Regions from separate parts of the Mus musculus genome. Here regions 1, 2, 3, 4 and 6 are each linked to region 5. The links are chromatin contacts, called in public ChIA-PET, Hi-C and promoter capture Hi-C maps. All regions are on one chromosome and are shown on one strand. Each heading gives the region's core, a stretch centred on a gene start, on an enhancer-like site or on the middle of the called end of the contact. The rest is flanking DNA. Distances are from core to core; before and after follow the strand shown.

The links. Promoter capture Hi-C pulls out the DNA fragments that hold promoters and counts their contacts. Hi-C and Micro-C count contacts between places; a contact is called where the count stands out from the background. ChIA-PET counts read pairs in DNA pulled down with a chosen protein or histone mark. Capture Hi-C pulls out chosen DNA fragments and counts their contacts.
Region 1: a Hi-C map of the N1E-115 cell line shows a contact between it and region 5, with 4 times the contacts expected there. The contact joins the promoter of Cbx6 here to the promoter of Mief1 in region 5. A contact is called at or near these places in 4 of 39 promoter capture datasets (the 3T3-L1 cell line, 3T3-L1-derived adipocytes, maxillary cranial neural crest and 1 more), 1 of 15 datasets of contacts at CTCF or cohesin (the NIH/3T3 cell line), 6 of 484 Hi-C or Micro-C datasets (the N1E-115 cell line, embryonic limb bud, embryonic stem cells and 2 more) and 6 of 115 datasets of contacts at active chromatin or transcription factors (T-cell acute lymphoblastic leukemia, double positive thymocytes, embryonic hindbrain and 3 more).
Region 2: an RNA polymerase II ChIA-PET map of effector CD8 T cells shows a contact between it and region 5, with 12 read pairs. The contact joins the promoter of Grap2 here to the promoter of Mief1 in region 5. A contact is called at or near these places in 4 of 39 promoter capture datasets (the HPC-7 cell line, hippocampal neurons, macrophages and 1 more), 5 of 115 datasets of contacts at active chromatin or transcription factors (the SCID.adh cell line, bone marrow-derived macrophages, effector CD8 T cells and 2 more) and 2 of 9 other capture datasets (adipose tissue and pancreatic islet).
Region 3: a promoter capture Hi-C map of fetal liver shows a contact between it and region 5, with 3 times the contacts expected there. The contact joins the promoter of D730005E14Rik here to the promoter of Mief1 in region 5. A contact is called at or near these places in 12 of 39 promoter capture datasets (the 3T3-L1 cell line, 3T3-L1-derived adipocytes, cranial neural crest and 8 more), 1 of 484 Hi-C or Micro-C datasets (Th1 cells), 4 of 115 datasets of contacts at active chromatin or transcription factors (bone marrow-derived macrophages, effector CD8 T cells, embryonic stem cells and 1 more) and 2 of 9 other capture datasets (adipose tissue and pancreatic islet).
Region 4: a contact with region 5 is called in a promoter capture Hi-C map of pancreatic islet. The contact joins the promoter of Cbx7 here to the promoter of Mief1 in region 5. A contact is called at or near these places in 2 of 39 promoter capture datasets (the HPC-7 cell line and embryonic stem cells), 1 of 15 datasets of contacts at CTCF or cohesin (embryonic stem cells), 71 of 484 Hi-C or Micro-C datasets (the AML12 cell line, B cells, the Ba/F3 cell line and 46 more), 16 of 115 datasets of contacts at active chromatin or transcription factors (the HPC-7 cell line, T-cell acute lymphoblastic leukemia, astrocytes and 11 more) and 4 of 9 other capture datasets (adipose tissue, liver, macrophages and 1 more).
Region 6: an RNA polymerase II ChIA-PET map of effector CD8 T cells shows a contact between it and region 5, with 10 read pairs. The contact joins the enhancer-like site here to the promoter of Mief1 in region 5. A contact is called at or near these places in 1 of 39 promoter capture datasets (the C10 cell line), 1 of 484 Hi-C or Micro-C datasets (B cells), 6 of 115 datasets of contacts at active chromatin or transcription factors (the 230-238 cell line, bone marrow-derived macrophages, effector CD8 T cells and 2 more) and 2 of 9 other capture datasets (liver and pancreatic islet).

Annotation. Positions count from the first base shown.
Region 1 is chr15:79,832,149-79,836,902 of GRCm38.p6, reverse strand. It overlaps Cbx6 (chromobox 6), which reads left to right and starts at 2,570. Exons shown (of 5, transcript NM_028763.3): 1 at 2,570-2,760; 2 at 2,945-2,988; 3 at 3,136-3,201; 4 at 3,325-3,391. The coding sequence starts at 2,692. It overlaps Npcd (neuronal pentraxin chromo domain), which reads left to right and starts at 2,570. Exons shown (of 9, transcript NM_001013362.2): 1 at 2,570-2,760; 2 at 2,945-2,988; 3 at 3,136-3,201; 4 at 3,325-3,391. The coding sequence starts at 2,692.
Region 2 is chr15:80,569,389-80,574,059 of GRCm38.p6, reverse strand. It overlaps Grap2 (GRB2-related adaptor protein 2), which reads right to left and starts at 1,463. Exons shown (of 8, transcript NM_001289442.1): 1 at 1,319-1,463.
Region 3 is chr15:79,891,347-79,895,932 of GRCm38.p6, reverse strand. It overlaps D730005E14Rik (RIKEN cDNA D730005E14 gene), which reads left to right and starts at 2,795. Exons shown (of 1, transcript NR_030675.1): 1 at 2,795-4,586. It overlaps Apobec3 (apolipoprotein B mRNA editing enzyme, catalytic polypeptide 3), which reads right to left and starts at 3,525. Exons shown (of 8, transcript NM_030255.3): 1 at 3,364-3,525; 2 at 375-522. The coding sequence starts at 3,416.
Region 4 is chr15:79,930,655-79,935,319 of GRCm38.p6, reverse strand. Cbx7 (chromobox 7) reads left to right here and starts at 2,674. Exons shown (of 7, transcript NM_144811.3): 1 at 2,674-2,872. The coding sequence starts at 2,804.
Region 5 is chr15:80,232,244-80,236,687 of GRCm38.p6, reverse strand. It overlaps Mief1 (mitochondrial elongation factor 1), which reads right to left and starts at 2,608. Exons shown (of 6, transcript NM_178719.5): 1 at 2,507-2,608; 2 at 535-883.
Region 6 is chr15:80,610,157-80,614,597 of GRCm38.p6, reverse strand. The region is part of intron 1 of Grap2 (GRB2-related adaptor protein 2); the gene reads right to left. Among named protein-coding and RNA genes, the nearest start is that of Mir6957, 34 kb to the left of the region's middle. Within about 2 kb of position 2,902, at least 29 of the 459 cell types and tissues checked have an H3K27ac peak or open chromatin away from gene starts, as enhancers often do. A contact at or near this core is called in B cells, effector CD8 T cells and pro-B cells, where this site is marked.

The DNA of each region.
Region 1 (4,754 bases), core at 1,321-3,820, 400 kb after region 5:
AGGCGCAGTAGTACTGGCTGCAATTTCAGTACTGTTTTGTTGATGTGTGTGTGTGTGTGTGTGTGTGTGTGTGTGTGTGTGTGATTTGCTGGCCAGTCCAACCAATCAGTAAGCTTCATGTTCAGCTGAGAGACGCTGTCTTGAAAAATAAGTTGAATAATGATTGAGAGAGACTCCTAGGAACCTCTGGCTTCCACATGCATAGGCGCATACTCACAGGCATGCGCACACAGGCATACACCCACAAACTGAAACAGAGAAACCGGTCTAGAGAGGGCAACAGGGACCATGTAAGAAGGCATAGTCCTGATATGCTTGGATTAAGGTTGATGCCACGGAGAGGTTATTCTGGTCCAATATAACCACGGGGTCCGCTTGAAGAAGCATGAAGATAGTCAGTGGTGGTGAAGTGTCCATAGGATTAGAAATGTGAGTGGGGTATGGTGGCGCACGCCTTTAATCCCAGCTCTCGGGAGGCAGAGGCAGGCGATTTCTGAGTTCGAGGCCAGCCTGGTCTACAAAGTGAGTTCCAGGACAGCCAGGGCTATACAGAGAAACCCTGCCTTGAAAAACCAAAAAGAAAAAAAAAAAAAAAAAAAAAAAGAAATGTGAGCAACACAACCGAGTGCCAAAGGAGTGACAGTGGCCTCTAGAAGCCCCCTGAGGCCAGGGGCTGTTTATGTGTTCAGGGTTCTTAGCCTTGACTTTAGCTCAATGTCTGTGACCTGGGACATCTGCACTCCAGAGCGGGTCATGTTACGCTGCTCTATTTGGAGCTGTTTGTTACAGCAGCAACTTGACACAAATCCATCTACTGCTGGGGAACTATCTGCACCTTGAGGTCACGCAGGGAGAAAGGCAATTTTCTCACCGCACTGACTTTTGTTTCCCAAAGCTTCCACAATGGCTCACAAAGACTGCTGAGTGATCTGCTATGTGGATAGGTGGCCATCTTCTTCATCCTGTGGCCTCCTCAGCTTGCACAAGCACAGACACCCACACATTCAACTTACCTGCTCATCCACGCCACCCCACCGGGGCAGAACAACTCTCTACTTAGGTGATGTTCACCTCAGGTTTGCTGTCTTGCCAGCTAAGAGGATTTTCTCAGTAGCATAAAGACTTTGAGGGGGAGCAGAAGGATTTCAGTCAATGTACTTTCTATACATATCTGCAGGCGTGCAGGGATGGAAAGCTGAGATTTTCATCAGTGAATTTGCACCTTCAAGAAATGGTGCAATCGCGGGGAGACTTGTACAACCCTGTGCCCCCACCCCATTCTAATAAGCCAATCATGAAATCAAAAGATAATCCTGACCCTTACAAATCCCCACCCCTCCTCCAGCCCAGCCCTAGACAACAGGTGAACAGAGCAAAATCAGTGTTAATGTCCAATCAATATCATTAAGGGAGGATAGCATCTCCAGTGTGAATAGTACAACCCTATAGTGCTTAAACATTTAAATAGATAGAACATGTGTGCCTGTGTTCTCCAAGTAGGTGATGTATCTATGCATATTCATGCAGGCCCGAGTTTAGGGAAAGAACTGGGCTAGAGGACCCCAATGACTTAATACAGGTTATGAATTGCTCCTTCCCTTTCGTTTCCTTATTTATATGTGGTTAATTTTTTTTTCTTTTTGCAAAGAACAAGACCACTGGCCTAATGGAAACTCCGATTAAATAATTTTTCAATGTGTGTTTCCAGCGAGGTGGGCTACATCCAAGAGGGAAAGTTCCAGATCCCACTTGCGCCTCCCAGGAGCAATGGCGGAGTCATTCCTGCAGCTGTGGTTTGTAGAATTATGCTGTGGCCTGCGGCCTGAAAATCCCAATACAGATTTGACCATGAAGGCGGGTTCTGCTGAGTGACCCAAAGAAAGACTGCTTTGGACTCAATCTGGGATGCCCTGCGGTTCTCTTTTGAGACCTCTCTCTCTTTGGTTTATAAACACACTCGCCAAGGTCTACTTGTAGGTGTTGAGACCATGGTCGCAGGCCTGGGTCACCTCTGCAGTCACCCCCCCCCCCCCGCCGCCCCCTTCCTGCTGTGGCGTTTTTGTTTTAACTTATCTGAACCGGTTACAAAACCACACTCCCACGAATACATAAATAATGGATGGGGTGATGTGTTAAAGAAATCCCCACAAGGCCTGGCAAAGCTGCAGTGAATGCATTTCTGCTGTATCATATTTAACTGTTTGCAAACGTCTGCAGGAGGATGCACAGCGCCTAGAGACTCCTGGGCCTATCGCATCTCTCTGTCGAGGGCCTGGCAATTCTGGCATGAGGAGTTACAAGGAGGGTAGGAGGTGGCAGGGATCCTGGGCCTGCAGGATGAAGTGGGACAATGTAGGATTGCACTGCACCTCACTCGGCTTGGCAGCAGCCAAGCATCCATCGGTCTCCCGCCAGGACTGCGGGGGAGAGGACAGGCCCCTTTAAGAGCCTTCGCGCGCCCCCGCCCCGCGAGCGCTCATTTTCCCTAGCAACCGCCCCGGGGGAGGGGGAGGCCCTGGCAACGGCGCTCAGGCCCGGAGCATCACGTGACGGCCCGCAGCTGGAACGCGAGCGCGCGCCCCGCCGAGCGCCCGCCCGCCGGGGGCCTGAGCGCTGGGGCGCGTGCGCGAGCGGTGCAGCACCGGCCGCGGGAGCAGGGAGTATTATGGGCTGTGGGTGCCGCTGAGCAAGATGGAGCTGTCTGCAGTAGGCGAGCGGGTCTTCGCGGCCGAATCCATCATTAAACGCCGGATCCGCAAGGTGAGCCCTCGGCCGGGACAGCCCTGTGTTCCCCGCGGTGGTGTCGGAGCCCGCGGGGCCCTCGGGGTGCAGTGGTCCGGCTAGCCGGGTTCCCTCAGCCACCCCCGCGCCGCCGCCTCCTCGCGTCCCTGCATCTTCCCCACCCCCACCCCCTATTTTTTTTTTTTTCCTTTCTGTTTTTCAGGGACGCATCGAGTACCTGGTGAAATGGAAAGGGTGGGCGATCAAGTGAGTGTCGTGGGTCGTTGGCATGGGGACTGGGGAGGCGGCAAGAAGACACCTGGGCCTTGGATAGGGGGTGCGTGCTTGAGCCCTCGCGGTGTGCCCCTGCCCCTTGGGTTTTCATTTTGCTCTTCTGTACGCGTGACTCGGCAGGTACAGCACTTGGGAGCCAGAGGAGAACATTCTGGATTCGAGGCTCATCGCAGCCTTCGAGCAGAAGTGAGTTGGAGAAGCTGGCAGGCGCGGTGGGGCGCCGCGCAGGGAAGCGGGAAAGGCGGGCAGGGTCGGGGAGTGGGGCCCAGGAAGGGACCCTTTTTCATCTTTGGCGTTTCTTGACTACAGGGAAAGGGAACGTGAGCTGTATGGGCCCAAGAAGAGGGGACCTAAACCCAAAACTTTCCTCCTAAAGGTAACCTGGCCCAGCCCCAGCAGCCCCCGCTCGGGCCCCCAGCCAGGGCGCAGCACAGGGCCGGCCTGCAAGGGAGGGACAGATCCGCCGCTGCCTAGGCGGGCAGGCTTTTCCAGAGGGGCCCCAGCTGGGCAGGGGGTGGTTGTGAGTCCCTGACAAGTCCCTGGCAGCGGGCCGTAGCCAGCCCAGCCAGAGGGGCCTGGGAGTGGGGTAATCAGGGATGAAACCAGGAACTGGGGGTGGGGGATCGACTGTGCTCCAGGAAGCGGGTGAGTGAAGCAGGTGGGGCATACTCAGGGGAGGAGGTGACTGGGAAGTTCTTTTCGCTAGTGAGACCCTTCATCTCCTCCAGCCTTGAACACACTGGCCTGTTTTGTGATTTAGAGTCTTGGAGCTGTTGAGTATAGATAGGCTTACCTCCTGGCAAAACACTGGCCTCCCATGCCCTATAACTGCCCACCTCCTTTGGAGTGTATTCTGTACCTTCTCCCATAGCACTTGGGGGCCCGGCTTGAATTTGACCTTAAATTACTTCAACCTGAATTTGATCATTCACACTGGACTACCAGCTTTCGGGTCCTGAGCCTGTCTACCCCTAATCCTGATATTTCTGGAGGTTCCAATGAAGATGGGGTGGGGCATGGTGAACATAGCCTGTTTGGCAAGAGAGCGAAGAACTTCATGGGAAGCCATCTTGGAGAGTTAGGGGTGTTTTTGTTTTTGTTTTGTTTTGTTTTGTTTTGTTTTTGATGAGGAAGAACAGAGCCTGGGAAGAGGAGAGCAAGACGATCCCTGATGGCCACTTAATGCAAGGCGGTCAGTGTCTGCCTCCGTAGTTTCCCTAAAGAACTAACGATGCCCCAGGTCTTCTCACCAAATTTGGCACCAGCACAACACGGGAAGAGCTCCTTGGAGAAGAGACTGCAAGATGCAGAACCTCTTAATCTCCAATTTGTCCAAAGAGCTCCAAGCTCAGTGGGGGAAGGGTGGACCAGACCCCGCTGTCTTGGCCCCCTGCGCTGTCTTGGCCCCCTCCGCCAGCCAAAAGACTGGGTGTAAAGAATTAGCCTTGGACCAAATGCAAATGTGGCAAAAAAAACCCCTTGGTTTCTGGAATCCTATTGTCGCGTACCCCTACTCCCCCGCCTCTAGCCACGGTGCATCTTCGGGGATTAACTCAGCAACCTTAACCCTGATGCTTGATGGTGGGGAGGGAGTGGGCAGAGCAGCTGGAAGACTGGTGGGCTGTGTTGACAGCTTGTTGGCGCCCCTGGAGCACCCTCTAGTGGTCAAGGCGGTAATGATCTTGAGTATGGATTCTCAAAATGCCCTTTTCTTAAAAGTTGTCATTTCCCATTTGTTT
Region 2 (4,671 bases), core at 214-2,713, 340 kb before region 5:
GGAGAATAAGATTACAGTTTACTATGTGGGAGACTCTCTGGGGTTGAGTTTAATAGGGTAGTTTTCTTCAGTGATGTGGGGCTGCCTCCTTTTACAGAAAACCAGAACACAAACACAAAAAAATTCTTAAAAAGGGAATAAGTTAGAAGTTTTTTAAAAACTTGGCATCGAAATATACTACTTGCAGGAGGATCTCTGTGAGTTCGAGGCCAGCCTATGCTACACAGACAGGGCAGACAGGGCTACACAGAGAAACCCTGCCTTGGTGGGGGGGTGGGGGGGGGGAGAGGGAGACACTACTTAATAGTGGCTGCTTCTTTCAAGAGGGCCTCTCTAAAATTATACTATGAATATCAAGCTTTGTAGGCCATGTTGATTCACTAAAAGAGACCAGGTTAAACTAAACGTTCTTTCTGAAATCAAAAATGAAGAAGAAAAAAAAAGGGACCCTATAACAAATTAGCAGTTTATAATAAATGGACCCATATGCAAGGCTCTTCCACTGAAGTTTCTCACCCTCCAACAATGTGTGCTCATCACTGCCTTATCCCTGCGGTGGTTTGGAGACCAAGTAGCCCCCCTTAGTCTATCTCTGGATGAGTACTTCTAATGATATACAAAGTGTTCCATATGCCTTATTAACAAGGCTGCACTTGAGGTTAAGTGGATGCAGTCATGGTTAAGTCAGTGAAAACCTGGTCTTTGCATTCCTTTCTCAGGTTCTGAAACAGATGGGGACAAGAGCAGAAACCAGAGATGGTCTTTAAAGATGCCACACAACTATTAATAAAGAGACAAAGATAGACAACACCCTCTCCTCATGTCTTCCCACGGGAAGTTTTCTCTTATTAAAGGAACTCAGACCAGTGTTCTTCGTAAAGAGAGCAAATGCCGCCAGAACTAGCAGTTTGGAGTTGGTGAAAAAATTGAGCAAGTCCTCAGAGTCTGGGCTCAATTCCCTACCACCTGCCACTCCCCGACTTCACTATTGAAGGGGGATTTTTTTTTCCCCCTCTGGGACCTCAACATCCAAGGTCTTTCCCAGAGATCGCTCTGAAGCCAGTTAGTAGAACTGCCGTTTTTTCCCCCATGGGCCCAGTAAAGACCAAGTTTTCTCTAGTTCGTTTGACAGAAGTTGAATCCAATCCCTACTAACGTAAGCCAACTAGATAAGAAGCCTAGGCTGATGGCTGAAGTATTGCCAGCAAAGTTCAGAAAACCAGTAGGACTAGCTTTCATTAGATTTGGCTTACAGAGAACAGAATCTTAAAAGCGCTCAAGGTTTCCAGAGGGCGTGCACCCACGACGCATGACTTACCTTTGGGACGCGAAGAGGTTGAGTTGAGCGTGTATCTCGGCTTTGACAACGAGTTATTAGAATTGCCTTTTGCCAGTGGGAAGATGCATTCAAATGTCAAGTTTACCGCGCCGCCTCAGCCTACAGGTCTGCCTTGTGCTGGTTTCTGAGCACCACACTGAAGCAGGTCGCAAGCCCCAGATCCATCAATACAGCTTCCTCCTCCCTGCCCCTTGCCCTCCTCCAAGCTCCCCCCCAGCCAGTCTGCAGGCAAACCACACAGGAACTAGCAGACACCCTGCTGCGCAGAGCTGGGCGTGAGCCTCAGATTATGTGGTTTTGTTTTCTAGCTGCTAGAGTTGAACCAAAACGCAGGAGGTTCACCGAAACATGCCTGCTCCTATTCGTTTCAGTTTTAACAAAACCCGCCTGCCCCCAACGCTCACATACACATACGAAAACTTCTGAAAACACGCCTGCCCCCAACGCTCACATTCACACAAGAAAACTTCTGAGTTTGGATATGATCCGGTAACAAGCTGCTGCTGGCCTCAAGGAAAAAGCCTGTTTTCACATCATTCCATCCGGAGAAATGCAAAGGCCACTGGGAAAAAGTTAAAGTCTTCCCTGGTCAATCATGATGTTAAAATCTCAGAGAAACCGCTTGCTAAGTGTAGCCAACCCATTTACATAACTCTTAGCTTGTGATACAAATCTTGACCCAAGAGAGAAGGAAGAAAACAGTGGGAGGCTCTCTAAGCCAGGAGTTCTGTTAGTGACACAGACACACGACACAGACACACACTATGGGGGTTAACTAGCCGATAAGCCAGGGGTTCTAAGTCCAGGCTTGCTATGGTCAAGAGTGCAGATCTTTCCTTGGACCCGTGGGACTTCACGTTCTCTTGAGCAAGCTGGACCCAAGGCTCTCTGACAATTTAAGAATCATCATCTCCCTCAACTTCCCCAGTTCTCACCTCCATATTTCTAACTCTCCCTGCCCCCACACCACCTGCAGCCCGTTGAAGTCTCTCTTCCTTTCTCTTTGTTCTTGTATCTCTTGCACAAAAAGGAGACGCATTTCAACTGGCTAAGCAAGGCCTTTAGAGTTTGGAGGCTGGATCCAAGGAGAAGAGGGACATTTCGGGATACCTCCGGCATGAATCTCTGCATAGTTTTTTCCCCATTTGATTCAATTTGAAGTTCTAAGAGTATAACTTAGACTTCATTCCTGACTTCTGAGGCGGTATCTCATTGCTTCTTTAAATGATAAACTTTACTAAAAAGTTATTTTATTTTAGTTTTTGGTTTGCAAGATAGAGTTTCCCGGAACTTGCTCTGTAGACCAGGCTGGCCTCAAACTCAGAGATGTACCTGCACTACCTCTGAGTGCTGAGATTAAAGGAGTGTACTACCACCACTGGGCTTGAAGATTTATATTTTAAAAACCCTTTTCTCATTATAATCTCTCACTTTTTTTTTGAGACATGTTTTCTTCTGTGCTGTAGCCCAGGCTATGCCTAGAACTCTTTGACTTCCAGCTGCAGCCTCAAGATTTGGGTCCAGCCAGCCCCAATGCTGGGCTATAGATGTGTACTACCATGCCTGCCTGATTATGCATTTTAATTGAAACAGGGAAGAAGGAGCCTGGTATAGAACTGGCACATTACTTTGGTCATAGTAGGTGCTCAGTAAATATTCATCAAATGGGCTAGAAGAAGTAATTTGCATCCTTAGTAATGGGAATGCAATGCCCATGGAGACCAGAAGAGTGCTAGGTCTCCTGAAACCGGGGTAACAGACCACAGTGAGCTGCTCAACGTGAGTCTTTACTGGGTCATTTCTCCAGCTTCTTTTCTTATTAATAAAAGTCTGAGGCCTGGAGAGATGGCTCGGCCGGCTCAGCACTGACTGTTCTACCGAAGGTCCTGAGTTCGATTCCCAGCAACCACATGGTGGCTCACAACCATCTGTAACGGGATCCGATGCCCTCTTTTGGTGTGTCTGAAGACAGCTACAGTGTACTCATACAAATAAGAGTAAACAACTCTTTTTTTTTTTTTTAAAAAAAGACAACTTTAAAAGAAAATTCTGTACAATTTTCTTAAAGCTAAGTTGCTTGTGAACAGGATAGCCACTGTTTTCACATTACAGAGCACTTTAAAGATAACACATCACACTAACACTGGCTTCAGGGTCCCACCTTTGTGATCTAAGTACCTTCTAGGGTCCCATCATTACATGAAACAGCTCCACTGCCAAGTTCCAAGGCTCCAAGAGCCCCTGGTCAGTATCTTTCTCAGTGGCAGTTCCCCAAGTCAGTGACATGGAATGGTTGGTTAACCAGGACCCCCTCAGCTTGCAAGGCTGGGGTGTGGGCAGGAAGGGGAACTGGCGAACAGTTCTATCCAGAGCCCCTTAGAAGGGTTTCAGCAGGTACCCTAATATGGAACCCCTCCACTTCCAAGTAAAGAGCAGAGTGCTGACTGGCTGGCAGGAATGACAGGCAGCACAGGCCACCTCAGTACTTTACCTCACATCAGCTCTGTGACTGAAGGAGGACAAAGCACATCGGAACGAAGCAAGACCCCAGTGTGAGGACATCTGCATTTCAGCCTTTGCTGTCAGAAGACACTTAGAAAAAAATAGCAAGTAATTGGGAGGATTCAGGACGTGTGAAATCCCACTTATCCGCAATAGAGAAAATTTCTTTAAAAACCACACTTGCTTAAAAAAAAAAAAAAAAAAGAAAAGATCCAGCAATTCCTTTTGAAGGGTCATCATTCATAACAGAGCTTCTTATGTGCAACCGTGCTTAATTACATTTTAGAGTAAAATATATACTTCTGATTCAATAGAGAGCATTCAGGTGTTCGGTCACTCAACGGAGTTCAGACGCTTTCTCTATGCTTGGCTCTAGGGGCGGGCTAGGACATGACACACAGCCTCTACCTCGCTGAACCCTACATTCAGGTAAAGGGAGAAACAAAGCCACAAATCGAGGAAGTGAGCCTCGTGGATATCTGGGGTAGGAAGGACTCACAGCTATAAAGACTTAGGATGAGGCCGAGGAGCGGGTTCAGAGGTCAACGAGGGCAGAGCATCAGGCGGAGCCTTGTCTGCTGTGGCAAAGCCTTGAGACTTTATGCTGAGAGAGCTGGGAGCCAGTGGGAAACTGAGTCTAGACTCATGTGAGTTGGCTTGAGGTTTAAATTTCACGAAGGCCCTCAATGACTGTTGTGTAAGCTTGTCCTCTGAGCATAACGGCCATCAACCATCTGAAACAGCACCTGTGGTCACACGCACTCACGTGTACATACAGTTCTCAAAACCTGGCTTCCTGGCGTTTCTTCATAGCACTCCTGAGGGGCAGG
Region 3 (4,586 bases), core at 1,546-4,045, 340 kb after region 5:
CAAGCACCTGGGCCCCGGCTCAGGGCCAAGAACAGATGGTACTCAGATAAAGCGAAACCAGCAACAGTTTCTGGAAAGTCCCACCTCAGTTTCAGGTTCCCCAAATGACCGGGAAATACCCCAAGCCTTATTTAAACTAACCAATCAGCTCGCTTCTCGCTTCTGTACCCGCGCTTTTTGCCCCCCAGCCCTAGCCCTATAAAAAGGGTAAGAACTCCACACTCGGCGCGCCAGTCATCCGATAGACTGAGTCGCCCGGGTACCCGTGTTCCCAATAAAGCCTTTTGCTGTTTGCATCCGAATCGTGGTCTCGCTGATCCTTGGGAGGGTCTCCTCAGAGTGATTGACTACCCAGCTCGGGGGTCTTTCAGTACCTTGTTCTTAAAGACCCCATGGTGAAGGGAGACGGGTGAATCGCAGTCCTTTCTAGTCACTTCATAGCACAAGAAGGTATCTTTCCGGCCTTTGGCATAGCCTAGGTTCTTAAAGTGGAACTTGAATGTTTCTTGAGATATCAGGTTTCTGCAAGCACAAGAGAGAAAACAGAAATTGCAGAGTGTGCCCTGGAGTGACCCCAAGCAGAACAAGGCCCCAAAAGTCCTGAGGCACCCCCAACTCCCTGAACCTTTGACAATTTCTGGAGTCCTTTCCAAGCAGGAAGACAGAGGGAGAGGAGACAAATCTTGCCGCCAGAGAGGTGCCCTCCTACTTGGGCCCCACGCTGTTCTACCTCCAAGTCCTACCCAAGAACATGCACAGCCTGAGGAAATGAAAGGCTCAAGATTCTTCAGCCTCTCGCTGCAGCTCCTTCCAGACGGGACACCTCCATGTGGGATGGAGGTTTTAAAAAAATCAAGGAAATGAGACCAGAGAGATGACTGGTCAGTAAAGCGGCTTGCACACAAGTCCTGATTCTCAGAGCAGATATAAAAGCCAAGTATGGGGGTTGTGAATCTACAACCCTGAGTTGAGGTATCAGAGATAGGAGGATCCCAAGAGCTCATTGGCCAGCCCGCTGGAACCCACAAACTCATTTTGGTGAAAGACTCAAAAAAATAAAGGGAAGAGCAACTGAGGAAGACAATTGACATCAACCCCTGGCTTCCAGATGGGCGCCCGAGTTATATACTGTGCCCATCTCCCAGGCCCACCACACTATATACTGTTAGAGAAATTCCTAACGTCACATGGGCAATCTAATGTCTCAGGATTTCTCGAACCTGAACTCATCAAGTCCTTCCCTGACCCTGCAGGCGAGGGTCCCCCCAAATAGACAGGGAAAGCCCAAGCCTGTAACTATAGTCTTTAAGGAGCAGAAACAAGAAGATTATGCCAAGGTCGAGTCCTACTTGAACTATATAGTGAGTGCCAGGCTAGCCAGGGCTTCATAGTAAAATCCTGTCGGGGCTGGGGTGGGGGAGGGTGGGAGAGGGAGACAAGAATGTAAAGAACAGCAACAACAACAACACAGCCAAACTACCACCACCATCACAATAAAATTCCACAATATAATAACAACCAAAAATCAGGAGACAGGGGGCTGGTGAGATGGCTCAGTGGGTAGGAGCACCTGACTGCTCTTCTGAAGGTCAGGAGTTCAAGTCCCAGCAACCACATGGTGGCTCATAACCATCCGTAACGAGATCTGACTCCCTCTTCTGGAGTGTCTGAGGACAGCTACAGTGTACTTACAATAAATAAATCTTAAAAAAAAAAAAAAAAATCAGGAGACAGAGTCTGGATCCCTTCCCTCAAAGCTGGCTAGGTATTAGTGGCCTGGGAGGACCCCAGGCTGGACCCTTTCCCTCATAGCCAGCAGCCTGTAGAAAAGAGCTGGAAAAATCAGACGTCTATCAAGCCTTGGTCAGAAGAATGGGATCGGAGGCTTATCTCTGACTCTGGAAGGAGAGGTGACATCTGGGACTGGTTACAAGGCCACACCCAGGGGACAAGGCTATTAACAGATAATTGCTGATAACTGGCTTCAGGAGCCCTAATCCTGGAGACAGACAGCTGGCCAGGGGCTTTCTGTTGAAGACTGAAGACATGCTATTCTGTGATATGACTGTCGCCTCTCTCTATACAGGTCTATCCATCACTGGACAGGACAAAGTTGCTCAGGGTGAGGTGAATTGGTTCGAAAGACGGGCCAGGGAGATGGTTCAGCGGGTAAAAGTATTAGCTTTGAAGTTAAAGCCTGCATTTCCACCACACCCACGCATGCACGCACCACTTGCAGCTGGGCTGCCCACGGGACAGTGGCCTCCACCGACATCACAGGCACCAGGAGAAGGGACAAAAATCAGAATGTCACCCAAGGGAGTAGGCAGTATAACTTTCTTCTTATATGTAGGTTTAAAATACACTCACATCTCTCTCTTTCTTTTTTTTTTTCTTTTGTTTTTTTCGAGACAGGGTTTCTCTGTGTAGTCCTGGCTGTCCTGGAACTCACTTTGTAGGCTGGCCTTGAACTCAGAAATCCGACTGCCTCTGCCTCCCGAGTGCTGGGATTAAAGGCGTGCGCCACCACACCCGGCCACTCACATCTCTTGCCATTGGGCATGTATACATATGTGTATGTGTTCTGAATTAATATGTGCATGTCTGGGGGTCAGGAGAAGGCCTTGGATTCCCAGAAGCTGTAGTTATAGGTGGTTGTGAGCCATACCATGTGTTTGCTGGTAGCAGTTGGTCCTCTGTGGAAGGTGACAAAGGTTCTTAACTGCTGAGCCATCTCTCTCCAGTGCCAACCCCGCCCCCTATTATTTCTCTTTTTCTCTTAGCTGACTGGTGTGGTTCCGAGAAGTCTCCACAAGCATCCAGGCAATGGGTGTGTTAGGGGAATTTCTCTTTACCCTTTCCCTTTCCCAGCTCAGAGTGGCTACTTCTGGAAAGGTGGTTCACATTGCCTTAGAGAGTGGTCCCCTCTTCTCCCAGTATCCCCTGAGGTTGGGTTAAAACAGCACGGATATTCTAGGACATCTATCGAAAGTTCTCCATACATGGTCGTCCAAAGTCTGCTTCCATGGATTTCTCTTTAAAATTTGAAGCCCAGACCAGCCTAGCCCTGGATCAGCATGAAGACCCAAAGGCGAGTAACCCCAGACTGAGAAGTCTCAACAGGAAGAAATATGGGTGACGTGGAGAGGGGTACAGGGTGGCCAGTTTAGAAGCAGCTATAAGGTAACCGAAGCGGCTCAGAACAAGGACCCTCGAGGGGAGTGGGAGCTACGGAGTATCCTGGAGAATGTGAGAGAGGAATCGGGAGCTGGGGACCTAGAGGAGAGGCTCGGTATACAGCAAAATGGGGGCCACCAGGAAGAGACTGCAGTGAAAATTTTGGAGGAGCGGGGCCAGCGGTACCTGATCGGTGAATAGCATTTGCGATGGCTGCATCCCAGACAGAATGGTCCCATCCCAGCTCTGGGCCCCAGGCGCTGGGGTTGCATTTTCTGTGAGCAGGCTATGGAAGACCCCCAGAAGTGAAACTGACCTCCCGGGCCAAGTGAATGCAGGCCCCACCTTCTTCCTGCATCAGCTCCCGGAATGGGAGGGCTCTAGGCGATCAAGCCCAGAAGGCTCCTGCCCACCTCTTTGTCCCTTGGCTTGGCAGAGACCTGCTCCTCTGTACAGCGGCCCGCGGGGATCGCAAAGAGAAAGGGAAACTAACTGATGGTAGAGAGAAGCTGATGCCGACCGCGGTGAGGGTAGGACAGACGCCCCAAGGGTGGCCCCAGGCGTCTCCATCCAACCTGCCTAGACCATCCTGTGCCGAGCTTGCAGCCAAAGCTGCCAGTTGAACCAAGGGTTTGACTCTGTAGGTGTTAAGGAGTGGGGACCCTTACATTTTCTCCCTTCGGCTTAGGAGGGGAGGGGACAGCCTGGCTTCGCATTTCTAATTGTGGCTTGGATTTTGGCACCCTTCACCTCTAATTTCCCAACTGCCCCAGGTGTGGAGCTAGACTGAGATCAACGGGGAGCACAAAAATGGATCATTGATGGCTCCGAATCAGCCAGCAGCAGGTGGCCGAGCTGGTATCAGAGCCCGTCATCCAAGCTTGTTTCCCTGCAGATGAGGGAGACCGAAATGAGTTTACTGTTCTCACAGACCTGTGTCTCTCGAGGGCAGTAGCGTGGACCAGTCAAATGTAGCAAGTGCACGCTTCTGGTTATTGAGGTTCAGCTAGCGTTCTTTGGAGGAGTGAATGCACACGGAGTCAAGTAATCTTCCAGTGGTTTGGGATACACGTGTGCAGGTATACACGGTGCTCTCCACAGAGGCTCTGGGCACAGTAGCCAGTTCCTGTAGGGCGAGCGTGTCACAGCGCCCCCATCTGGTGGAAGGCTATCCTTATTTCTTTACAAAGCCAAACTTGTTGAACTTGGTGGGGGAGGGAGTGTGTGTAGTTTTCTACTGTCTTGGAAAACAAATGGACACAATATAACAGCACTAATGGGAAATAATACTTCAGTCGGAAGTAGACACATATAAAAAGAAAATATAACAAAAGTAGATCCAGAAAATGCACCAAACTCAGATCCAAAGGAGGACATAGTGCTAATAATACCAGCCCTGCAGCCAAGAT
Region 4 (4,665 bases), core at 1,425-3,924, 300 kb after region 5:
AACACTGTTAAATCCTTTCTAAAGAAATAAAATAAAAATCCCAGCACTCTGGAGGCAGAGGCCGGCAGACTCTGTGAGTTCCAGGCCAGCCTGGTCCACAGAGTGAGTTCCAGTACAGCCAGGGCTACACAGAAACCTTGTCACTAAAAACCAAAAGAAGAAAAGAAGGAAAACTGTAGAAGCTGTAGAAAAGTCCATTAGTCAAGGTTACAAATCTCGTTAAAATTTCCGGTCTCTTACGGTCTCTTACTATTTTTCTGCTGGTCTGTTGAGGGCGGGGAGTAAACCTCTGACTCTAATTTGTGGATTCCTGTGGTTTTGTGTGTGTGTGTGTGTGTGTGTGTGTGTGTGTGTGTGTGTGTGTGTGTGTGTTCTTCCCCCACCCCTTCAGCTGTGGTGTTTTGCATGCCAATTCGAAGCCTTTCTCCTGGTAAAGCGGTCCCTTTATTTAGAAGGGGCTTCCTTTGTGTTTGTGATGCGTTTTTTCCCTCATATTTAAATGGCCCCGCCAGCGCCAGTCTCCATCCGGTTACTATCCCTCCTTTACAAACACCCCTTTCGTATTTACTTTGTGCAAACTGCATCAGCTGGGCAATTTCATGCAGCTTCATTTTTTTTTTTAATTGGCCCCAGTATTAGTTCCCTACGTTTACTGAATCACAGAACATTTGAACTTAAATCATGTGTTTATTTTTCTCTCTTCTTGCTTGGTTGCTTTTCTTGGTGTTTCTAACCTTGGCAACTTGTATTCTTAACGGATTTTTTTATTTTGCTCCGGGGTGTGTGTAAGGATATTAGAATACTTGAACTCCGCTCGCTGGGGTTACTCTGCCTCTTGTTAATTTCCCATCTTTTTTTGTGGTGGGGGTCGGGGGGGGGGACGCGGTTTCTGCCTTTTTTTTTTTTTTTGCCACCAGCGTTTTCATCGTCTCTTCCTCATTGCATCAGACCTCAGACCCCTCTGTCCTCCGCCCCACCCCCAGACTTCCCTGAGCCCTGCTTGTCTTGTTCTTGGGTTGGAATTCCCCTTAGGGATAGGGGAATTTCTAGGGTCTGTATTCGTAAATATCTTCATTGTACATTTGTTCTTAGTAGATGTTTCCATGGAATATTATAGTTCTCGGATGGTGGTAATTTTCTCTGGGGACAGGGACATGTCATCCCCTGCCTTCTGGCTTCCTTTGCACTTGATTTGAAAAAAAAAAAAAAAAAGCTCAGGTGCCAATGTAACATTCTTTTTCTCTTTTTTTTCTTCGCCAGACATAGGTGCTTAGAGTTTATTCTAAGAATAGGGAACCCCAGAATGCTTCTAAGCACTGAGTGACTCGGTCGGGTCTGGTGGTAGAAAGCGCACTGCGATCACTGGGCCCCGTGGGGGAGGGGATTGTTGCTAAGAATCCAGGCTGTGGGGGGTGGTGATGTTGAGGGGGAAGCCCTGAGTCTCCTCCAGAAGGTCAGAACAGCAGGAATTAGGAGGAAATGGGAGGAGTTGGGGACGACTCGGACCTGTCCTCAACAATGCCGAAAACTGAAAAGGCTTGGTGCTGGCTCCGGGGTGAGGACTTTTTTCCTTCCACATTTAGTTGAGGCAAACGGTCAGCAAACCAAGGGCGAGGTGGAAAAACCACTGGAGTCCAGGCTGTTGTGGGATCTGCAGACGGCAAAAGTGGGTCTCCACCTGCGACGAGGTGTTAGCAGCGCCTAGCCTGGTCCCTCAGGGAAGGGCGCTCGCGGTGCGTTTTCGCATCACCTACTAAGACTGGTTTGGGTTGATGGGTGGAAGCGTGCTTGGAGCGGGGGACTCAGAGGCACCTGTTCAGGCCTGCTTAGACTACGTACTCCGGGTGGAAAGCTTTGCTGTCTGTCCCTCCTGCCGCGCGGACCCGGCCGGACCTTGTCTCCTTTGTAGGAAAGGAAACTGGCTGTCCTAAAATTCACTGTTTTGAACAAAGTGGCCTCGAACTCATAATGATATGCCTGGCTCTACCTCCCGAGTGCTGGGATTAAAGGCATAAAGTACTACCTCCAACTTTAAAGGTTTTGTCTTATTTCTGAATAAATACTTATGTGTATGAGTGGTTGTTAGCCTGCGTGTACGTATGTGCACACTGTGTATGAGTACATCAGAGGATAGTATGGAATTCCATGGAGCCACAGTTGTGAACCATAATGTTGGAGGTGGGAACCAACCCAGGTCCTCTGAAAGAGCAGAAGTGCTATCTCTCCAATCCTTGTTTCAATGTATTTATTTGTGACAGGGTCTTACATAGCTAAGGTTGGCCTTGAACTCCTGATCTTCCTGCCTCAGCTGTCTAAATACTGAGATTACTTGCTTGCTAATCTCGGCTTTAAGGCCACTTCATTTCGGACCTTCTCAGTCTTTAGGGGGACTTGGGAAGACTGATCACGTCCAGCCCAGAAGCCGAACTGAGAGATGGGATGGACCTTAGACTGCCAGGAGCATCAGACCTGCTGCCAGCTGCCCAATTTGGTCAGCAGGCGGGGTTAAGGAGTAGGGCGTGGCTCCGGCAGCGAGGGGGCGGAGCTGACCCTCTGGGCGCTTTCAGAGGCACGCGCGCGCGCACCCGCTCTCTGGCGCTGGGGAAAACGTTGCGCAGGTTCAAAAATGGAACGTCGGCGGCGTGAGGGAACACTAGGGGGTGTGCGCGCGTGCGCGTGCGCGCCCGGACGAGCCTGACGGGGTCCCCGCCGTCCCGAGCATCGCGCGCAGCCGCCGCGGCCCCGCAGCTCCACCCCCGGCCCAGCCCGGTCCGGTCCTGGGCCCACTCGCCCGCCGCCCCGCATGGAGCTGTCAGCCATAGGCGAGCAGGTGTTTGCGGTGGAGAGCATCCGGAAGAAGCGCGTGCGGAAGGTGAGGCTGCTCGGGGGCGGCTCCCGGGACAGGGCGAGGTTGCCTCCCGCTCCTCAGCACCGCCCACTCCAGGTTGGGCAGAGCAGAAAGTGGTGCAGGGGTGACCTGGGGACCCTGGGCTGCCTGGCGGGTCTCCACATCCTGTTCCTCACTTTCCCCACCACTATGTAGGGCCAGTAGAGTTAAAGTTGTTGCCCTCGGATGTTGGTGCATCCGAGGCCACCTGGGATGGAGATGAAGATAGGACTAGAGATCCTGAGTTCTATTCCGTCTCGTTCCCTTTACGCTCACTTTCGAGGAGACTAAAGCTCAAGTTGATGAAGCAACTTGCCAGTGCGTTAGAGTCAAAGTGAGTCTCGAACTCGGCTCTCTGGATATTTAGTACCAAGTCCTTTGAAGTTGGCCGCAGAGCTTTAGGAAAGTCTCCTGTGGCCTCTGAAGTTTTCTTATTGGACTTTGACCTTCCCGATCCCAACCCCCCAGGGCACACCTTTCTTCTCCGCTCCCATTCCTCCCCTCCCCCAACCTTCCAGCCGGGTGCTGCTGCCCTGAAGCCTGGGCCACTGTTGTTGGGACATCCTCAAAGCTCCTCCCACCTCTGCCAAGGCCTTACACTTACACACACACACACACACACACACACACACACACACACACACACACACACACACACACACCCTGAGATTTAAGGAGGTGGTTTTGCCGCGCTTAGGGCCGCACACCTCAACCTGCAGTTTCCTGTCCAGACCTCAAGTCTGCGATCTTTGTGCACGTGCTTGCTGATGGGCTCTTCCCAGAGTGAACTTGGAGCTGGCCATATGCAATGAAAAGAGTTCCTGTCCTGGATCTAAGGGAGGGTCCCCTCTCCTTTTCTCCTTGCCATCTGTTTCGGAGGCTCCTGAAGCCACCTTTTTTCCATTTGGCTTAAGTGCAGGCATGAGAGTGTCTGCTGTAGCATCCTCAGCACGGGTTCCGGTGGGCCCAAGGTAGGTGGCTTGGAGCTTGGCGATCTATTGATTAGGGCTGCTTTCTTTCCTTGCTGTTTCTCGGTACTAGACTGAAGCGGGTATAGACATCATCTCCTCTAACAAGGAACAGAGAGGTGGGTCAGACAGGGGACTCATTCGCTCAACTCAGCACTCCCAAATCTCTACCGAGGCGGCAGTGTACTCTAGAGCTCAAGGCTCCCTTTTCTCTCTCAGAACTGGCTTTCTGGCAGAGGACAAGGATGCAGGATGAACGAAGGATGCAGGAGAAAGGAAAGGTGGATGCCTTTGGTGGACAAAGGCTTTTCATAAAGAGCTGTCCACTGCGTGGTGCTGGGGGGGACTCTTTGGCAAGGTGGATCAGAGAAGAGGAACTCAAAGCTCTCCCATGTTGATATTTCATCCAGTGCATGGTGCTGGATGAGACACTTAGAGACCCCTTTCCCTTGAGGCTCCAATTTCTAACAAGTGGAGGGCCTGCTGGGCTGCCTCTACCTGAGGCTTTTTTTTTTTTTTTTTGAAAGTGAGGAATCATGGTCCTGGCATGGTGGTCCTTCAGCCACCGCACAAGGCTCTACATGCACAGTCCCATGTGGTCTCAGTTTCTCTAGGATTCCAGGGATGTCTGGGACCAGATAATACTCCCGTGGGGCAGCAAGGAGGCCTGTAGGGATGTCGCATGGTAGCCAGAGTTTTGGGGGGTATTGACTCCAGGTTGACAATCTTGAGGTTCACAGGTTGGTGATACTGTGTTGTGGCAGAGGGTCCTATTGTCCCGCAGGTGGTGGTAGAGTATGTATGTCTCAC
Region 5 (4,444 bases), core at 1,359-3,858:
TGTAATGGTCTCACCGAACCCAGGTTAAGGACTACTACTTCTACTTCACAGGTAATCAAGGTTTAGAGAGTCGCCCGTATCCCACAGCTACTAGTTAACAGTGCAGGATTTGAAGGCAGGCACTAAATATGATTGTTATACCAACTATGCAATAATGATAAGCTTGTGTTTCAGCAAACACGGTGTGTGTGATGCAGTCTAACTGAGCAGACAAGCTGACTTGGAACTGAACTCTGATGACTTTAGCCACTCGTTTCTAATATTCGCATATATATAGTACTCTATGACATAAAACGATGCCCACTCTTTTCTGGTGGGGTTTGTAATCCAGTTAAGGACCCACATCTATTGGTGTGTGTGTGTGTGTGTGTGTGTGTGTGTTGGTTTTTTGAGACAGGGTTTCTCTGTGCAGCCTATACTTTATCTAGTGAGTTTTAGGGAGTAAAGAACATACTCTGATGGCAAAGGTCTTCCTTTTCCTAGCTTCTTGCCCAGAAAGAAGAAACCTCTAAGACCAAGGATTGAGCTACCTACCTGAGGCTTCCTAATGCATCTGTGAGGTGGGGTGGGGAGCCGGGAGTGTCTCTGAAGGCACCTTTGTCTTCGTCTTGGGACTGGGGTAGGAGGGGAAAAGAGGATCCTAGATAAGGCCTCCTAGTTTGCTATGGAGGAAGACCAGGCCCTTCTCCAGCTGCTTCTCTCGAGCCTCCAGATTCTCAAGCTTCTGATTTTTCCTGAATTCTCGGCGGATGGAAGCAAAGTAGAAGTCTCGATCAGTGTAGCGAAGCTCTCGGCCTTGGCGCAGCAGAGCCCGGTACAGACACAGCACTGCCTCTCGGCTCCAAGGGGCCATGGGGGACCGACGTGTACTAATCGTCACACTCTACAGAGAAGACACAGAAGGCTAGAGTCAGAACTGATGACAGCAGGGCCTGCTAGACACTGTGTGTGTGTGTGTGTGTGTGTGTGTGTGTGTGTCTGAGTTGGGGGGAGGGAGGGATGGCAGGGGTTCTTAATGCCAGACTCAGAGACTTCCAAGGACTCATGGCAAAGCTGGGATCAGCTTCCTCCCTGTAAACAGCCCCTCCTGGAGAAGTTCAGTTTAAGGCTCACCAGGGTTCAAGAAGTAGAGTTTGAGTCCTGGCTGTGCCATCCCACTGCCCGGGCACTTAGCATAAAGTACAGTGGGCATCAGCTTCCTCATTGTAAAACAGAGATAACAAAGACATCATGAGAGTACTTACTACACAAGGTTATTTTGAGAACTGCTCCTAAAAAGCCCCTGTAATGGGACTCTACCAGACAGTGTGGCCTAGAGTAGTTAAAGACCAGGATTTATATCTGGATCCTGGTACCACCATATAAGCAGCATCACGCTGATTGGCCTTATTGTTTTAATTACTTTTTTACTTTTTTCTGTATGGGTATTTGCCTGCATGTTTGTCTACATGCCAGTTTGCCTTGAGAGTGTAACACTGTCATATCCTTAGACTGGAGTTATAATATATACAGTTGTGAGCCACCACAGAAGTGCTGGAAATTGAGCCTGGGTCCTCTGAAAAGCAGCCAGTGCTCTTAACCACAGAGACATCACTCTATCTCTTCTTTCTTTCTTTCTTTCTTTCTTTTTATTCTTTCTGTTTTTGCTTTCTTTTGCTTTTGTTTAATTTGGTTTCCTGATGCAGGGCCTCTCTACGGAGCTCTGGCTGTCCTAGAACTCACTCTGTAAAGCAGGCTGCCCTCAAACTCTGAAATCCTCCTGTCTCTGCCTCCTGAGAGCTGAGATGAAAGATGTGTGCCAAGTATGTGACATCATTCCCAAAAGGAAGTGATTTGCCCACTCACCAAAACAATCCAGACCCTAACTCGCTGGAATGAGGTGGGGGCGGGGGGGGGGGGTGTCTTACATGTGTGCACTTCAGGGCGTTCAGCAAACTTTGCCAGCACAGGGCCCAGGGCTCACCAACCTCAAAACTAGGCTGGAAGGAGGAATCCTCCCCATAACCCTATGAGGAAGAAACAGTTGTTGTATGAGCCTGTATGTGTTTCAGGGGTGAAGGGAGTTCCTGGATGAAAAACAAAAAATGATCTGAACTTTGGGCTCCAAGACAGAAGCAGTAGCCTCTGACCTTGCTAACTTCCAGCGCGAACCGGGGCAAGCCACCGCTGTCCCTTTTTCCTCAACTGCAGAACAGCTCCCCTTTGGCCCTGAGGGTCTTCCGGGATGCAAAAGATGCAGAAAAACAACGGAGGGCTGGAAGGAGAACGTCACGCAGGGGCTGGAACGAGGTCGCTGAGTGACTGACTACGGGCTCCGATCGGGGTACAACGCCCAGAGGACGGGAACGCAGACCCCGGGGCCAGGCTGGCTCTGTGGCTTGAGGCAACCGGGTCTTGAGGCGGGGCGGGGCGAAGCTTGGAGGCCCCGGTGGGAGCCGGTAGCCCCCAAACTGGCCCGAGCTCAAACGGGCGATCCCCGGCCGCCCTCATTCGCTCCCTCACTCACCCGCGGACCACGCGCTACCTTTCCTCAGGACTCGCCACTCGCCCAGTACCTCTCTCCGGGTCACCCATCAACATGGCCCCTCTACTTCCGGGGCACGACCTCGCTCGCGGGGCCGACGGAGACGCGACAGGGAGCGCGGAGGCGGGCGGAGGCGGAAGCACTTCCGGTCGGCCCCTCCGTAGCCTCCCTCCGGAGGCGGAGCCCGGAACTTAGTCCAGCGCTGCCCGTCGTGGGGCCCCGCCCACAGACGCAGCCCCGCCTCCTAGGTGACGTTACCTAGCTCCACGGCCCCTCCTCCGAAAGCGTTACTGTGCAGTCTCTGTGTAAACTCAGTGCTGGCTGGGTGTGGCTTAAGGGAGGAGCCGCAAGTCGTCGCCCTCCACCTGCTGCCTACGTCTGGCCTGCGAGAGGCTCTGACCACACTGAATTGATTACTTGACACACTGCATTTTGTCCAACCCAACCTCTCTGTTTGGTAGACTTCAGCATTCCAGTGTTACACTTGGGAAAATCGAGGCCGAGGGAGGCAGGGTCATTTGCACTGAAAGCTGAGCCCTGCAGAGGCTCACAGTGGGTCCAAGCTCAGTATTCCTCCAAAGTGTGTGGCTTTCCATTCTTTTAGGCCGCCCTACTTTGCTTTTTAAAGAAAGAAGTTTGTGACCCAAATAAATCTAGTTTGTGAAATTTCCAGCTAGAAGACCGGGTAACCTATCCCTCGGGACAGTCTCCTAAGTAGACGAGTTTTCCACTCGTAAAGGACAAGGAGACCCTCTGGGGGAGACCTTAGGATTACCCACTCACACACAGAGTCTCGGATGTCAGGATTACCTTTTCCAGATTCACTAACCTTCCCACACTCACCCCACTCCTGCCCCATGCTCCCAGTATAATGGGGGCTAAACATTAAAGTGTCTTCCAGCCCCCACATATCTGTGGTGTTTTGGAGACCAGAGACCAGCCAGCCGAGACACTGATGCAAACCTCAGGGTTCAGCCAGGTTTCACAGAGCATGGGCAATCTGGGATCCTCTGGACTGGGTACAGGACTGGACATAACTATCAACTCACATCATAAGGAAACAGGACCTTATAGGAATTGCAGCTCAAGGGGAACATTCATTTACCCAGGGCACAGGTTCAGGTACAGTAGGCATTTCACTGGTGAATGGATGGACTGTGTCTTAGTCAGGGTTTCTATTCCTGCACAAACATCATGACCAAGAAGCAAGTTGGGGAGGAAAGGGTTTATTTGGCTTACACTTCCATACTGCTGTTCATCACCAAGGAAGTCAGGACTGGAACTCAAGCAGGTCAGGGAGCAGGAGCTGATGCAGAGGCCATGGAGGGATGTTCTGTACTAGCTTGCCTCCCCTGGCTTGCTCAGCCCGCTTTCTTATAGAACCAAGACTACCAGCCCTGAGATGGTCCCACCCACAAGGGCCTTTCCCCCTTGATCACTAATTGAGAAAATGCCTTACAGTTGGATCTCATGGAGGCATTTCCTCAACTGAAGCTCCTTTCTCTGTGATAACTCCAGCTGTGTCAAGTTGACACAAAACTAGCCAGTACAGACTGGAAGGTCAAAGAAAGGTCAGGGGTCAGAGTGATCAAGTCTGTCTGGTTTGGAAAGGGCCTTTGTGCTGGTGGTACACTTGGGGCAGCGGGTTCAGTTTCCTGAGCCTTGCTTTGCTCCTGTGAATGCACTTGCCTAGTACACACATTGCCCTGGGATGCATTCAGTGCTGAAGGAGGACAAAGAAGATGACCTCATGGGACTAAAGATTAGAATTAAATGTCAGAGAGCATGAAAAGGTCGCCATTGTGGTTGGTGGCTTTTGTTATTATAAAACATAATTCTCTTTCATGCATGGGTAAGCACAAAGGGATTTGGAGCCAGGAAAAATTTTTTGGAAAACAGGGGCTTGGAGAGCTGGCTCAG
Region 6 (4,441 bases), core at 1,653-4,152, 380 kb before region 5:
GATCTAGGATGTGGCAAGGGTTTTACCAGTGGGCACTCATTGTAATTTTGGGGGTGGAGCAGAACTGGGAATCGAACCTACTGCTTCACAGGCACGCTAGGCAAGCTCTCTACCATTGGGCTACCTCTAGAGCTCAGCATTTATTGCTGTTATTGGTGACTGGACATGGGAGAAAGAAGCAAGATATGAGAGTGAGTGTCTGATGTTTCCTAAGGCTATGTGCTTGCTCTGCTTGGTTTCTTGGCCTCCATTGGTACTAGCAAAATCATGGGCCTTCCTCCCACCAGGTCAGGATAATTGCTAACTAGCTTAGGCCTACTGAACCTTCCTGGGTGGCTGGCTGTCAGCTAAGAAATTGACAGCAGCAATTCCCACATACCATGGAAATTCAAGCCCATTACTTCTTGGTCAAAGAGGCAATGACTGCAATAAACTGGCTGACCTCAGAGTGGGCAATCGTGGGCTCAAAGGCAATTTTAGAAATGGGAACCGTGTGTCACTTCACACAAACTGCAGCCCCCCCACTTCCTCCTCCCTCCGCCTTCTCCCCTCCCCCTCTCTCCCGCCCACCCCCTGCAACACATTCAAGGGTTTTCAAGTTCACGCTCTCTTTTAAACACTAGTCACTTACCATGGCTATATTTAGAATGTATGTTTTAAAAATTCTCCTGTTGTTTTATTAAAACAACACCATGCAAACCTCGAAACAACAGCATCAAAATGCCAAGATATCACCGGCCCTACTAGAGAGAGGTCCCTGACAGCCCCACTGGGCTGTCAAGCTGACTTCTGACCCAGCAATCCTGTGCTTTAGGGCAACAACAGAAATGATGGGAGAAAGGCTGATGCATCTCTGGCTGATTGCCCCGTTATCCTTCCGGTTTCCTAGAGCCATAGCAATTGTCTACGGACACACCGTGCTGCGGGCAAGTCCGAGTGGAAATGAAGCATTACAAATACCTCCCTGACTCCACAAGCGTTTTGTGAACCCCGTCAGAAGGGTGCGGGGAGCGGCTGAGGGAGATGAAAGTAAAGGGCAAGAAAGGGACAGTCAGACAGATTTCTACAGAAGCCAGTCTTTTTCCTCCTTCCCATTTCCTATTCAGGGCACGTCACGGTTCTCCTTCAAATAAATCACTAGGACGTTATGGGACCTTCATGCTCCTCCTCCTCTTCCCTTCGGCCCAGTTCAGATTTGTTTTTATTGATCTGGGCTCTGAAAGTTGGTCGTATTTATCATGTGTTTGAAAACCCTCCATCTTTTGCTCTGTGGTCACTGGGGCTGTAACATTGCTCATACCCATAACACACTCCCTGTCGGTCTCCTCTTTTTCCCCTCCCTATCCGTGCCTGAGGTTCTCGTCACTCTTGTTTGATCAACACACACACGTGTAGCCCAGAAGACTCTGTGATCACAGCCACCTTAATCTTTTTGTCATTTTTCCTTGTGTCATCAAATCCCCGTTTATCATTGGAACGCTGGCCATTTTTCAGCTCACTGGTTTCCAAGCCTGCAGAAGCGAACATTAACTCAGACAGTCACTTACCTGCCTTCAGTCCATAAGTCTATTCCTGAAACCCTAGAGGTGCTGACAGCTTCATAGAGCAAGTCACCCCGTAAAAGCACTAAAAGTTGCCAATCAAAGGGATGGTATTAACTGGGCTTGGTGGTGGTACATGCTTATAATCCTCAACACTTTGGAGGCTGAGGCAGGAGAATCACAAATTTGATATTGCCTTGGAATTCATAGTGAGTCTCTGTCTCAAAAAAAAAATCAGAAAACAAGACAAGCAAAAACCCAGTTAAAGGGATATTATTTTGAATTTTGCTGGTCAAGTAAATAATTAGAATTTTCTCATTTTAGGAAAATGTAGGCCTTCCTTGAATGAGTTTGGTTATCTATCCATCTATCTATCTATCTATCTATCTATCTATCTATCTATCTATCTATCATCTATCTATCTATCATCTATCTATCTATCTATTATCTACCTATCTACCATCTATCTATCTATCTATCTATCTATCTATCTATCTATCTATCTATCTCCATACAGGGTCTCATACTGGATACAAAGTCAATGCTGGCCTCAAACTCCCGATTTTCTGCCTTTATTTCCCCAGTGTCACGATTACAGGTAAGCACCACAGCCAGCTGGTCTCTCTTTCGTTTGTCTTGGCACTTTTGATCAAGAAAGGCCCCCAACTTTGGGCTCACCAAGTTGGCAGCAGTTCACAAAGCAATTTGGGTTTCTCCTCAGCGGGCATGTAGGTGCAAGGGAAGCAGCTTGGTTGTAAAATGCAAGCAAACTGCTTGGCATGTCTGTTACATTGAACAAAAATGTCTCTCCTCATCCCAGACATTGCTCAAAGAAGAAAAAGGGGAGGAGGAGGGGGGGAGGAGGAGGAGGAGGAGGAGGAGGAGGAGGAGGAGGAGGAGAAGAAGAAGAAGAAGAAGAAGAAGAAGAAGAAGAAGAAGAAGAAGAAGAAGAAGGAAGAAGAAGAAGAAGAAGAAGAAGAAGAAGAAGGAAGAAGAAGAAGAAGAAGAAGAAGAAGAAGAACAACAACAACAACAACAACAACAACAACAACAACAACAACCCAGACCACCATAAATCCCAGATTTTCTTTCCTAAATATGACTGTTCCAGAGTCTTTCATCACCTGTCCTTGATCTCCTGGTCAAGGTCCAAAGGCCTCACCTCAGTCCTCCTCTAGCTCTAGAATATGTCACTGAACTTGAGCTTAGTATTCAGGATGTGGCCTGAGCAGGGTTGGGCGAAATAGGATGATCCAATTACTTTCTCTGCTGCTCGCATTTGGTAATTGTGTTATACATTGCTGCTGGCTGTTCAGGAGCTAAAATACTCTAAGGGTGCAGGTGTGTTAGACAGGAAGATGGTGACGCTAGGCCCCTTCTAATGTGGGAGTTCTGAACCACAGCACAGGGCTTCACGTGGCCCTGAATATTTTATTCTGTTTGCCTCTGTTCCTTTGGCCAGCTGCCAGTCTGGTTGGCCTGCAGGCGTTTTGATTTTTCTTCCTTCTCTTCTTCCTTTTCTTCCCTTACACCTCATTTTATGAGATAGCCTTTCCCTGGGCCAGAGCACACCTGTTAGGTACGCTGTATGATCAGCGAGCCCAAGGTTCTGCCTATCTCTAATTCCTCTGTATTGTGATCACAGGCACACACAACCACACTTGACTTTTAAATGCAGGTCCTGAGGCTTGAACTCATGTCCTTGTGCCATCTTCCAAAGCCCGACTCTTTCTTCTTAAGTGAACCAAGGGACATTGAGTCTTTATTCTATGATAAATAGACATGATCTATAATGAATGGATATGGCCTTTGGAGCTGGCCACAGTGGGATTCATGTCCTGGCTCTTTCCTTAACCAGTTGTGTGACCTCAGTCAACTAGCTATCTATGAGCCCCACCCCTTTACCTAAAGCCTCCTACTGTTGATCCATTAGTCAAGATTATTTCACTATCAAGTATAAACACAATAGAATAAGCTTTCTCTCTTTTCCTCTCTCCCTCTCTTTCTTCTCTTTTTAACAGGATCTCAGGTAGCCCAGGATGGCCTCAAACTCATGAGTAGCCAAGGAAAACCTTGAACTTCTGACCCTTCTGTCTCTATCACTTGAGTGTTAGCATTAGAGGCATATGCTACCACACTTGGTTTAATTTTTTTAAATAACCTACTGACTGCAATATCCCTTCTCTCTACCCCTCCCAGTCCCCCAACCTCCCCTTCCTTCCAGATCCCTTCTCCCTGTTTCCCTTCAGAAAAGAGAAGGCCTCCCAGGAATATCAATAGAGCACGGCATAACATGTTATATAAGACTACACACAAACCCTCAAATTAAGGCTGGACAAGGCAACCCAGTGAGAAAAAGAGTCCCAGGAGCAGGCAAAAGAGTCAGAGCTAACCCCCACTCCCATTGCTAGGAGTCCCACAGGAACACCAAACTACACAACCACAGCATATATACAGGAGACCTAGCTCAGACTCTGTGGTTGTTGCTTCAGTCTCTGTGAGCCCCTATGAGCTCTGCTTAGATGATTCTGTGGGCTGTGTTCTTGTGGACCACACCCAATTGTATGTGGTGCTGAGGCTGAACCCCAGGGGATATGCTAGATAAGCCCTCTAACTAACTCCTCGTCCTTCACTGCCTCCTAAATGAAGCATTTACGACCTTGTTATTATTTTTTTCCTCTAGAATCTGTAACAAATACAAAATCCAATACCAAAGTCCAAGCAGACCATGCCTATGACCCTTTCTGTATACGCCATTGGCACTCACGTCCATAGTGCCAGCTCTTTTACGCCACACTTTGGGAGAGTGGCCGGTACTCATGGGCTTTCTTGTCTGTTTTCTCTCCTCCTGCTTTGTCTCCCTGTCCTCGTGCCCCTTTGCAAATCACTCAGTTTACTTT